Linked DNA regions of Arachis hypogaea: region 2 is linked to region 1. Evidence: chromatin contacts called from public Hi-C data. All regions are on one chromosome and are shown on one strand. The core of a region is the stretch at or near the end of the contact, and the rest is flanking DNA. Distances in the headings are between cores, read along the strand shown.

Evidence for each region. A called contact is a pair of places that touch in the nucleus more often than the background predicts.
Region 2: a Hi-C map of leaf shows a contact between it and region 1, with 2.5 times the contacts expected there. The contact joins the enhancer-like site here to the promoter of LOC112772695 in region 1. A contact is called at or near these places in 2 of 8 Hi-C or Micro-C datasets (both in leaf).

Annotation. Positions count from the first base shown.
Region 1 is chr18:134,110,481-134,117,086 of arahy.Tifrunner.gnm2.J5K5, reverse strand. It overlaps LOC112772695 (bidirectional sugar transporter SWEET12), which reads right to left and starts at 3,153. Exons shown (of 6, transcript XM_025817672.2): 1 at 2,758-3,153; 2 at 2,535-2,571; 3 at 2,199-2,409; 4 at 1,724-1,885; 5 at 1,507-1,626; 6 at 423-1,162. The coding sequence starts at 2,797. The coding sequence ends at 827.
Region 2 is chr18:134,160,395-134,167,000 of arahy.Tifrunner.gnm2.J5K5, reverse strand. No RefSeq gene overlaps it. Among protein-coding and RNA genes, the nearest start is that of LOC112772012, 5.7 kb to the left of the region's middle. Within about 2 kb of position 4,105, at least 1 of the 3 cell types and tissues checked has open chromatin away from gene starts, as enhancers often do.

The DNA.
Region 1 (6,606 bases), core at 1,904-4,403:
CAACTACTATTGAGTATATTTAATGATTAGTTTTTCCATCACTAATTATATTAATAAGGGTTTATGCTCCACCAACGAAAAAAATATATATATTAAAGATTTTGTTATTAACACTTCTTATTAACAAAACCTTAGTACTACCAACCAATAACCAGTGCTTTAATTAAAACTTCTATAACAATTTATTACTTTTTGGCATTTATACAATTATTTTTTAAATAAAGAATTTAATTTTAATATATTAATAATGTAAAAAATTTTAGGTTGACCAATAAAATTTATGTATTTAAATAATTTTTTAAATAAAAAATTTAAAAATTAATTATTTTTACTAGTGTGATAATATACACAATTTTTTGAGACTTATATATATATATATATATTTATCATAATTAATAACAACAATAATGAAGTGGGGACAATTTCTATATGAACTTCCCTGGATCCGGGGGCATATATTATATAATATAAAATTAATGAAAACAAATATAAAATTACATAAAATAAAGGAGTAACCAAAACAAGTTAAAAATAACTATGTATAAAGAGAGGGATATAACAATAATAATAATAATAACAATAATTATAGAAAAAGATATATCTACAAGAGGCATATAGTCCCATACTACCCCTTAGCTTTTAATTTTGTTTTAAGCGTTTCACAATTTTACACGTAAATTGAAGAACCCCACAACAAGAAAAGAACATAGATGAGAGAGATCATCATCATCATCATCATCATCATCATAGAGAAGAAGAAGAAGATCTTAATCATATTGAAGCTAGAGGCACCCTTAATAATTCCAAACTCTCTATACTATTCACTTCATGACTTGTTGTTATTGTTGTCATTCTTGTCCTTAACTTCTGTTTGGTTGTTTTCTTTTTGTGAAGACGAATCTTCATTCTTCTCTTCTTCTTTTTCTTCTTTTGTTTCTTTCATTTCTATGTTTTTTACTATTACTTCTATTTTCTCAATATCGCGTTTTTTCTCCTCCTTCTGCTTTTTCTTCTCGTCTTCGACGCTTTCTTCGATGTTGTTTTCAATGTCGGCAGCTTTGTGTTCTGGTAGCTTCTCATCTTGAACCGGTTTTTTATTTCGATACATTGCATAGAGAACCATTTGAACCGTTCCAAATGTTAACCCCACAATGTTCGGGAGCTGTCCATACACAAAACACATGGTTACAACATTTTTTCATGCATTTTCCATAAGGACAAATTAGTAATTACTAGAATCTAATCCAATCTCTATATAAATAATAATACAAATTAAATACATTATTTTAAAATAATTACTCACATAAAAATATTCTCATGTAAAAATTATATCTGCAGTTGTCTTCGTATGAAGTTATTAGTCGAAAATCGTTAGATCATTTGACATATTAACTAAATTATTATTTAACAGTTTTTAACTATCAACTTTAAGACAATTATACGTGAGTGTTTATTAATTTATATACACTAGCTGTTAATATTAATATAAAATTATTTTACACTCACCGTAACGTAAATGTCTTTGAGGAAGATGCCGTACAATAGCCACATGATTGCGCTAATAAAAAGAAGAAGAGAAAGAGGAAAAGGAAGGAACTCCACGCTTTTGGTTCGGATAACCGTCCTCTGAAATTGGAAACAAAAAATTAATTAATTAGTATATATTATATATAAAGTAAGATTCAATGAGAAATTCTATATTACTTTTTATATATATACTTACAATGATGCTCAAAGGTGCTGCAAAAACACTAGTGGCAAAGACAACACAAATCCATCCAAGAAGCTTGAGACGGTTTGCTCCTTTTGCTAGGATATGTGTTAATAGAACAATTGTGCAAAATCCTCCAAAGTTCAATAATAGAATCATTCTCAATGTGGACATCTACAATATCAAACAATAATGTTAGTTATATAGTTATAATAAAAGCAAAAAATTTACGTATATTTGTTTTCATATGAAGTTATAGCTAAGAATCGTTAGATAATAATTTAGCCAAACATATCAAATCATCTGACGATTCTCACTACAACAAAAACAGGTATTAGCGACGAAAAATTAACGACAAAAAAAAAACCGTCGTTATTATCTGCATCTGTTGTAATGTTTTAACTGTCATATTTATATAAAAATAACTGTACCTGAGGTTTTCACCTATAAAAACATTTTTGATTAGTTAGAAGATGTAATTACTAACCCTAACTTTCTTGGGGCAGTAAGTGATGAAAATGGCAAGGTAAATAGTCTCAATGACACAACCAAATGCATTGATTGTGATAAGAAGAGTTTCTCCGGTTTTGACATAGGCATAGAAGATCCAAAGCATTGCACTGAAGAGTGCTGCCACATATGGAATTGATTGGAATCCTTCTGTTGATTTCTTCTTGCATACTCTATAAAATGTTGGTCTGAAAAAAAAAAAAAAAAACACATGCATGTGTTCATCATCACTACTTGATTTACTAATTAATAAAAATAAATAATAATATTTATTATATTGAAAGATCATAGCTAGATATATAGATATACTTACAGTGGTGCTAGAAAGCATACAAAGGAAGCAATGTTGCCTACAATAATAATTAACAAGAAAAACTATATTAGTTCATGTTTCTATAAGGAAAAAAAATTATATAAAAATTAAAATAAATAATAATTTCACTAGAAAGAACAAGAAGAGGAAGAAGAATAAGAGGAGAATATAGTAATATACACATAATAATAATAATAATGCAAAATGATGAATTTAAACATACCTAGAATTCCAAAGGTGAAAACTAAAGGACTGTGTGGCATGGTTGAATGTTGGTTTTGGAATAATTAATTAAAATCTCTCAATTCAAAAATTCCCTTGTGTGAAGTGGGGAAGAAGAAGAAGCTACTTTGCTCTCTAAATTAAATTTCTCTGTGTCACACTCATTTCAAAGAGAATAGAATCCCCTATATATAGGGTGCTTGGAAGGGTATGTGTATGTAGTAGATTATTTATTTTTTTAAAAAAAAATAATTATTAATTAGTACAATTTTGCATGGACATTATGATTTTATTAAAAGTATGAATGAATCATGTATGTATGGTTGCTTTAGAAGGCATATAGGCTTTGAGGGCCACACAAAATAAACCATGCAATACCAAATAAAATTGCCAGCTCAACACTTAATGTAGTTGCAATGTTGTTCTAATAATAATAATAATAATAATAATAATAATAATAATAATAATAAATTAATAATTAATGGTATTGGGCCACACACAACACTTACACACACACATACACATATACACTCTTTTACTTAACCACGCGTTACGTACCCAAAATGCTTTCTTCTCCTTTCTTTTCTTTTCTTTTCTTTTCTTTCCCTTACCCAAACACATTTATATATCGAGTTTAATTTTAATGCACTAACTAACGGTTTAAAATACTTTTTACAGTTACATAATAATATTCGATTTTTTAGATAATTATTTATATAATTTGATAATTATTTTTATTGATATAATATTATATAATTAGATATATGTATAAAATTATTTTATACCGTATCAAAATTAAATTCTTTATATATATATATTCCTTAATCACGTGACACATTTGTTTGCACTCATTCCATAATAACCTTACTACTACAAATAGATGTTTTTGTTGAGTGCCCAAAATTTTTTATGTTCTCTATATAATTTACTTGCTAATTTAGATGCTTAGTTTGTTGGTTAATAAATTAATTAAAAGCCAAGGGTTATTTTGTGTGTGCACACTTCTTTGAGTTGTAGAGAATGTTTTCATTTAAAGCAAATTACAATTGGTATGGAATTTAGGATTGTTACGTTTTTGTCTTAGATGAGTGTTTGTATTCAATTGGTTATTTTTCAAGAATTTTACCTTTTAATCTTTTGGTATCGATCTTATGATTTTCATCTCTTTCATACTATGATTGGTAAAGTACAAGTCACATTCATAGACTTTCATTTTTTTTTTTTTTTGCATTACATAGAAATTATCTTCATTTAATACTATTTTTATTTATAAAGGTTATATAATTCCAAAAAACTATTAGAAAATAATAATAACAAAAAAACCCTAAATTCTAAACAGATTTTATTATTGTTTAATTTACCCTATATCCTCAAATCTTTAATCAAATTTTGATGAAAAATTAAATGTTTATAATAAGTTTAAATGAATATTGTTATTTTTGTCACAAAATTACTTCTTTCCAAAATTTTAACTGATAAAAAAAAGTTAAATTACACAGTTGGTCCCTACACTTTTAGTAAAATTGCAAATTGATCCTTACACTTTAAAAGTTTGTAATTGAGTCCCTAAAAAGAATTAAAATTTGTAATTTAGTCTCCGCCGGTTAAAAAGTGTTGATTTAACAGAATATTCTCAGAATATACTGAGAATATTCTGTTAAAATAGAGACTATACTGAGAATATTCTGTTAAATCAAACACTTTTTGAATGATGGAGACTAAATTACAAATTTTAATTCTCTTTAAGAATCCAATTACAAACTTTTAAAGTGTAGAGACCAACTGTGTAATTTAATAAAAAAAATATATAAATAGTTATATATCTAATAGTTCTATTATATAAAAAAAGTTGTCCTACATGTCATGTCATTGCAACTATTATTTTTAATAAGGGCATATATAAAATAGATAAATAAATAATAATTATTATTACAAATTCACTTCACGTAATCTCTTTAGATTTGTGTGATTTTTTGCATAAATTTTATTCTTTTTATTGGCATTATGCCAATTTTTTTTTTAAATTAATAAAAATTGAACTTTATACCTTTAGGTATAAGAGATTTAAAAAATTTAAATTGATAGGTGGATGTAAAAGACTTCTAAGTGCTAATAACACCAGGTTACTAAAGTGTTTTAATAATTAATTTTTTTATAACCTTTTAATAATATTTTTTATTTTTTATTATTAGGGTTAAAATATATAGTGAAAACTTAGGTGCAGTCGACTTCACGTGAAGTTGATAGCTGAGAGCCGTTAGATGAAAATTTAGTCAAATCAGTTAAATTATCTCTCATCTATCAACTTCACGTAAAGTCGACTGCACCTGAGTTTCCACCAAAAATATATATGTTGTAGTGATACTATCATGATACTACAAATCGAACTAAATCTGAACTTCCATTCCTTCTTTTTCTTGAATATCTCCCCTTCTTGATTCTTATAATGGTAAATGATTTCACTTTTGCTTATAATATATGTTGCTTGTGATTCATGGAATCCGATCCTCATCATTTTAATGTATATTTGGTAGTACTTCAATGTACAACTTCCCTTGCCAAATCACTCCCACTATTAATCAAAAAACAAAATCTATTAATTAGGTCACCAAAATTTTCTTGTCACACAAGAAAACAAACCACGTGTAAAACTAAGATATCTTCATGCACTATTGCTTTATACCTTATTACAAATTAGTATTTCTTTTATATAAGGAGCAAACTTTTAATTAAGTAATATTAATTAATTAATTAATTTTTAAAATTTTATTTTTTAAATAATTTAAAATTTAAGATTTAAATTTAGAATTTAAGATAAAAATTATTTCAAAAATTAACTAATATTGCTTTATACATTATAAATTAGTATCTTCTTTATATAAGGAATAATCAACTTTTAATTAAGTAATATTAAATAAATTTTTATTATAAAATTAATTATTTTTTTCAGGATTTAAAATTTATACTTAGAATTTAAAGTTTAAAAATTAGAATTTAAATGAATAAAATAGTCATTTCAAAAATTAACTAATATTGACCAAAAAAAAGTTAGCTCTCTAATTCAAATATATATATATATATATATATATATATATACCGAGTTAAAGTTCAATAAATTTATTCTATTTATAAAATGGGTAAAGTATATTTTTTATCTTTAAAGTTTGGTAAAAGTTTTAAAAATACCTCTAAATTTTATTTTATTTCAATTTTGTCCTAAAATTTTTCGATTTGCATCAAATATACTCTTGACGGCTAAATTTTCAAAAAATTTAAGACCAATCTAACAATAAGGCATGAAAATTATACTTAATTTGCTTGTGTTGAGGTTGTTCTTATGAAATTATTGTTGAATCTGTCTTAAATTTTTTGAAAAATTAGCCGTTGAGGGTATATTTGATGCAAATCGAAAACTTTTAAGATAAAATTGTAACAAAATAAAATTTAGGGGTATTTTTAAAATTTTTATTAAACTCCGAGGACAAAAAGTATAATTTACCCTTATAAAATTCTTAAAGTGATAATTTTTTTTTTTATAGAATTTAAATCCGAAAACATTTGATGAAAAAAATAAAAATACTTACCATCTTAATTAATTACACCGTTCATTAATACTTACCATTAATGGTGTATGATTCACATAATATAATATATGTATTTAGATCGAACCGTATTGTGTTAATGCGATCTATCTAATAGCTTTTTGATGCCCACGCGTGAACAGTGGAATTCAAAGTCCTCTTGGTGAATTATGATTAAGCCAAGTGTCACTTTATGATCTCATGATAATTATATCTATCTACCGATCTTATTATAATATTATAAATTAAAATTAAATTCCATTCTATTT
Region 2 (6,606 bases), core at 2,856-5,355, 49 kb before region 1:
ATAAAGATGAGAAATTTACAATAATTATTCCAACAGTTTCTCAAAACCATCAATTCGTTCTAATGTAATTTTGAAATGACCATAAAATTCTAAATTGTTACGAAAGATGAAACATAATTTTTATCTGTCAATTTTATCATTGTGGTAAAATTCAATTGTAATTGCATCCATTGATTTAATTTAGGTTTAATTATTTTATTAGTCTCTATAATTTTATTAAATTTATAAGTAGATTTTTATTTTTTTTTCTTTTAAATTGAATATCTACATTATTTTTAATTTTGTAATTAAGTTTTTCTTAATGTAAAAATATTAGAATTAACTGAATAATAATTTTCTACAAATTAAGAACCTAATTAAATTTTTGACAACATATTTTTCTTAAAAAAAATATTATGCTAATTTTAATAATTTTTGACATAAAAAAGACCTAATTATAATATTAAAAATAATATAAAAAATCTAAATAAAAAATATATAAAAATTTAATTATAAATTTAGTAAAATTATAAAGATCAATATAATAATAATTAAATCTTTAATTTATAGAAGAATGGCTGAATGGGCATAGAATATTCTCTACTAGCTAGGGTACAACATATTGCGCTTGAATGGATCATTAAAAATGATGCATTGAACTTTAGAATCAAAATAGTAGTATGTAGTGGTGTAATTGAAATTTTACTTTGCCTAGTTGCATCTTCTTGATCTGCTCATGATGATGGAACAAAATAACTTTTAAAGAAAGAGCAATTCCTCATTGCTCTCTTTATATATATCTATCAACTCTTCATGGTCAGACAAGTGGCATGAAACTTGAAATATTACATCGTTTTTTTCTATCAAATTACATGGGTTAAAAAGGCAAAACAGGAATATTCCATCTCCATTAATAATGCATATATATACTATCTTCTATATATATATATATGTCGCAACTCGCAAGGCAGAAAGCTTAGTCTCAAGTCTGAGGGTGAACGAACGGGATTTTTATTTCATTCAGAGCCTGGTCAGTAACAAAAACAAATACATTGACAGACAGAGTCACCGACCGGAATGATATTCCCCTTTTTTAAATTATAATTACTGTCGCAGGAAGCGGTGAAGAGGATTCGAAATCGAAAAAAATATCGAAAATTTCTCCTATTTTTTTTAGAATTCGAATCGAGAGAAATATATATATATATATATATATATATATATATATATATATATATATATATATATATATATATATATATATATATATATATATATATATATATCCTTCTTTCAATCGTCTTAGGACTATATGTTATGAGAAAAAGAATTTAGGACTATATATAAGATTATTTAAGATATTTCCACAAGGCTAAAATTTGTTTCATGCATAAAATGTACATTTTTTTGTAAAGAAAGAAAAAACCCTCATTATATTAGACTTTATATCTTTACTAATGTATCTTAAAATAACAGATAAAAAAGAGAAGGATGTTCACTTACAACAAAATAGCATTTTTGTGACAAATTTTTTTTCTTTAATGACAATTTTAATATTCGTTAAATTTTTTACAACAGTTATTAAAAAACCATTGTCAATTTGAACGTTATTATCATGAAATTACTCATTCCAAAAGCTTAAGCTAATAGGAGAAGACAATATTAATGGTTATATTTCTAACATTTTCTCTCAAATAAGAATCTTTTTAGATTGTTTGATTTTGGTATAGGCTTTTTTTTTCTTTATTTGTCTTATATTATTTTTTTACTTTTGGAATTCACAAATAATTAAATTCTAAACTTTTTGAACATAGAATTCTGATACCATATCATAAAACTACTTATCTTAATAATTTAAACTGATAGAAAAATACAATATTAATGATTATATCTCTAGCAATTATCAACAAATATAGTGACAATTTTGAACAACTGTTAGTACAGATAATAAAGAGAATGAAAAAAAATAGTTATACGCACACCTTAAAAATATAACTATTATATACTAGTATAATGAAAAGAGAATGATTAAATAAAAATAAGAATAATAACACAAATTTAAATTGTTTTAGATCACATTTAAAGGACGCGCTTTGTTATATACTTTATTTTGTCGTACTAATAATTTAGACCCACCTTATATAACAGTGCTTGGCAACATTTCTCCTTGCTTCCTCTTCAAATTTTTTTTTTCCATATTAAATAATTTATCACTCTAATTTCTTACCAAGATTAATAATTGCAACTCAAAAATTAAAAAATAAAGTTAATTACCTTAGTTACCAAAAAAGTTAGGTTAGCTCCTTTGGTGTTCTGAAGGGTCATGAAAGGGGTGAGTGTGGCTCCTTTTACAAAATGGTTGAATATGCCGCCTTCACTATATATATGTGATATAAATGATCATTGTTATTAGTAGTAACACACAATTTACCGCCGCTTTTTTAGCATGATTTTTATACTACAATATTAGAAAAACAAAAAAAAATGTTAGAATTTATCTTATTTAATATTTATTAATTATTGTAATAATTAATAAATATTAAATAAAATAAATTTAAATTATTTTTTATTAATTTTTTTTTATTATCAAATATTTTCATTTACCCAAGTATTAACTTTTACGCGGCTTTTATAGGCACCTTTTTTTTGGTATGGGTGAGAGACGGCTGGCAAAATATTTTGAAGTTCTTTCATATCCAAATTAAAGCAAAGATTAAACTTTTAACATTCGGATAACGGGTGATGAATTTTTTTTTTGGTAAACTACTAAATTTGTACTCGATTTTTGAAAATGTGGACAAAAATAATTATCACTTTTGATTATGATAAAAATTTAATCAAAATATTATAAATACAGCAAAAATAATTAAAAAATATTATTTTTATAAATTTCAAACGACTTTTAATAAAAAATTATAAAGAAAATTTATTTAGTATAAAATTATCAAATTTTAAGAATACAACTATCTTATTTTTCTAATAATATTTTTAAAAAAAAATCAAAATCCAATTTTTAATAATATATATTTAATGTTAGATATTTTTATCGTGTTTTAACATATTTTATAGATATTTTTATCGTTAATAAAAGTGAAAAGTATTTTTGCCAGCGTTTTAAAAGATCGGAGGTAATTTGGATGGTGTTCTTACCCTGACCCAATACAATAGCCAAGCCCAATCAAATTAAAGGCCCAATCCAAAGGGTTAACCTTCACTGATCACCTGACTTCTTCAAAAGAAGTCAGATTCAACATGAGCTGGCAAATGACACTTATTCAAATAAGTAGCTGCCTCCTAATATCTCTTATCCACTTCTAGAAAAGATATCTCAACAACCCTAAGATAAATGGACGGTTATCCGTTATCAGAAGTGGAATTACTCCAACGGTAGTTATTGGTTCACCATCTATAAATACACTGAAGCACCCAGGTTGAGCAGACGAACTCGGCAGAAACCCCTCAGATAATCAGCTTCATGAGGAGGGGACTCCACTAAACGCTGCCCAGCCGTTTTCAGCTCAGAATCGGTGGGAGGACGAGGGTGAGACAAAATTTTTCCATCAACAATGATTTTATCAGGGTGAAGAGGTGACAAGTCCAAGTCGGGAGCCAAAACTCGAACCTGCTCTTTTAACACCTCAAACACCACGTCGGTGCCTTCAGCCACAGACTCTTCCAAGTCTTGATACCCCTCCCTAAGCCGATCCTGCTCCTCCCTAAGCTCTATTTTTTCAGTAAATAAACGCACATAATTCTGCTCAACCTTCTCTTTCAAACCCTCAGCCATAGCCAGAGAGCCTGTCAACTGCTTCTCCCTCTCGCGAGACTTGGAAAGCACCTCTTTCAGCTGGTCCCTCTCCTCTGTTAACCTCTTCTCATCCTCACGGAACATGGCTAGTTGACCCTCAAGAGCCTCTAAAGAATGCTGGGTGGCGTTCAGAGGAGTATTTTCCAGTTCCTTGAGCAAAGAAGTACAAACTCTAGCAGTACGAATCCCTCCCCGGATTAAAATTTAGAGATGGTTTCTAAGGGAGGCATCATCCATAGCAATAGTGCAATGCGGTAGGATATACCTCTCACAGAACTTCACTCCGTTAAAAACAGAATCAACAATATTAGAAATACCGGACTCCAAGGTTTTCCTCTTCTTTGAAACGGGCTCCGAGGAGGGAAGAACTGGAGGGATAAGTACAAAGGGAGGAGGAGGAGGAGGAGGAGGAGGAGGAGGGGGGGTAGGAAAATCTGCCAACTTGGCCAAGCCGGAGGAGGTCGCCTCCGAATCTGGCTTCAGAGGAGAAGAAGTAGCTGATGTTCCGTCTTCCTGCAACTGAGCAACTCGGGCCCGGGCGTTTCTCTTCGCTTCCTGAACCTTTTGGTATGCTTTAGACCCGCTTTTTATTTTTTCTTCAAAAAGAAAAGACAAGAAGCAATGTCAGTAAATAAGTTGAAAAAGAGAAAGAGTCATCCACGAAACAAAAAGTAAATAACTGCCTAATTCGGTACGTACATAACTCGGAGTTCCGAGGAGGAACTTTTTTGTATCGAGATTTGGAGCCCGCCTCCAAACTTCTCGAAAGAACTCAACTACAGTCTCTTCGACCTCATCCAAATCTACCAGATGGTACTTCTCGACAGAGGCTGCCTCTACCCAGTATAAGGGGAAACGAGGCTCATCATTTTTGGTAAGAAAGAAAGGATGGTGACCCTCTACAGCTCGAACTTTGAAAAAGAAATTTTTGAAATCGTGGAAGGATTCATCAAACATTGAAAATACTTTCTGGCCTTGAATGGCATGGAAAGAGACCCATTGTTGCTTGTTTTTAGACGAAGCACTAAAAGGCTTGGTAAGATGAAAAAGAAAACAGAATATCTTCAAGGAAATCGGAAAATCAAGCTCGTGGCTAACAAGTTGATAGATCTTTATGAAACCCCAAGAGTTAAGGTGAAGTTGAGAATGAGCAACTTGGCAGTAAGAAAGAACCTCAGTTTCAAAATTAGAGAAAGGAAAAGTCACCCCAGCCTAGTGAAAAGGCAGTCATACATAAAAATAAAAGGGGGGGGGGTCTGAATCAACCATTCTACCAAAACAAACTTTGTCCTCTAAATCAGGGGCAACTAATTCATATTTGACCTCATCCTCCCCAGCATCACAAAGTCTGTGGTGTTTTCGAAATTCATCAACAAAAACACTATCTACCAAAGGAACCTCACAAAGGACAGAGGCATCTACTCATCTTAGCAGATCCTCAGGGACCCTCGAGGACATTTTTTGAACAGAAGGGCAAGACATAACGGATGATATACCTACATTACGTAAATGAAAAGAAAAAATCATCAAAACAGAATCACATGAGAAGAATTTTCTTTAGCAAAATGGGAACTGTCAATAAAATCATAAAAGAAACAACCTTTCGAGAAAATACGCAAAGTCTCTAAAGTCTCCTACCTATTACGACGGCAGAAACTACAATAAGAGGCATAATAAAGCTTGCCTAGAACTTCCTTCCCAACCCCTCAGTTCACTTAACAGAAATAAAAGAAACGCTGTAAAAAGAAAGAAGAAGGCAGTGAGAAACCAATCTTTTTTGAGAGAAGAAAGCTGACGGCGGAAAATAAGGCGAGCAAAGCACCAAGAGAACAGAAAGCAGAGCGTTGAGTCGAAGAAAAAAGGGAAGTACACTCAAAAAGAAAACAAAAAAGGAGAGAAAAAAAGAGAGGAAAAGCATTTATAAGATCTCAGGGACACAATCGTAAATTGGCCTACTCATTAAAAAGGCGCGCCGTTACCAACGTAACCGCCCCTACGTGTAAATGCAAAACCCAAACGGACGCGACGTTTGATTAGACGCGACGGTTGAGAAAATTCAAAATCACGTTGATTTTTCAACTCGAAAGGAAATACCGACTTAAACATCCCCGAGCTCAATTAATACTCAAATCCAACTCATAAATAAGAGATCAGACTCGAGTAGGGGCACCGTTCCTACCCTGTCCCAATGCAATAGCCAGACCCAATCAAGTTAAAAAGGTCCAATCCAAAGGGTTGGCCTTCACTGATCACCCGACTTCCCCAAAAGAAGTCGGATTCAACATGAGCTGGTAGATGACACTTATTCAAATAAGTAACTGCCTCCTAAAATCTCTCATCCACTTCTAGAAAAGATATCTCAACAACCCTAAGATAAAAGGGCGGTTATCCGCCATCAAAAGTGGAACTACTCCAACGGTGGTTATTGGTTCACCATCTATAAATACACTGAAACACTCAAGTAAAACTAAGTTCCAATACTCTAAACCTGCTTACCCCATTAGACATCGGAGTGTCTTTGCAGGTACCACCCCCATTCTTTCACATATACAACTCGGACGGCGACTCCCAAACGTAAAATAAGTCAGAGGCCACCTTCCTTCCACGTTTAGGCCTTCCATTTGAGCCCAATCATCCGGTTCTAGGTAAGCCACAGAACAGATGATTTACTTTTTTTTTACTCAACCAAATATTTTATTTTATTTTTTGGTATAATAACAATAATAATTCAGGTTCATATACTATTAGCAAACTCATCTAGCAAGTTGGGATAGGTTAACTTGAGCAGTCCTATTAGGAGATCAAATAATATAATTTAG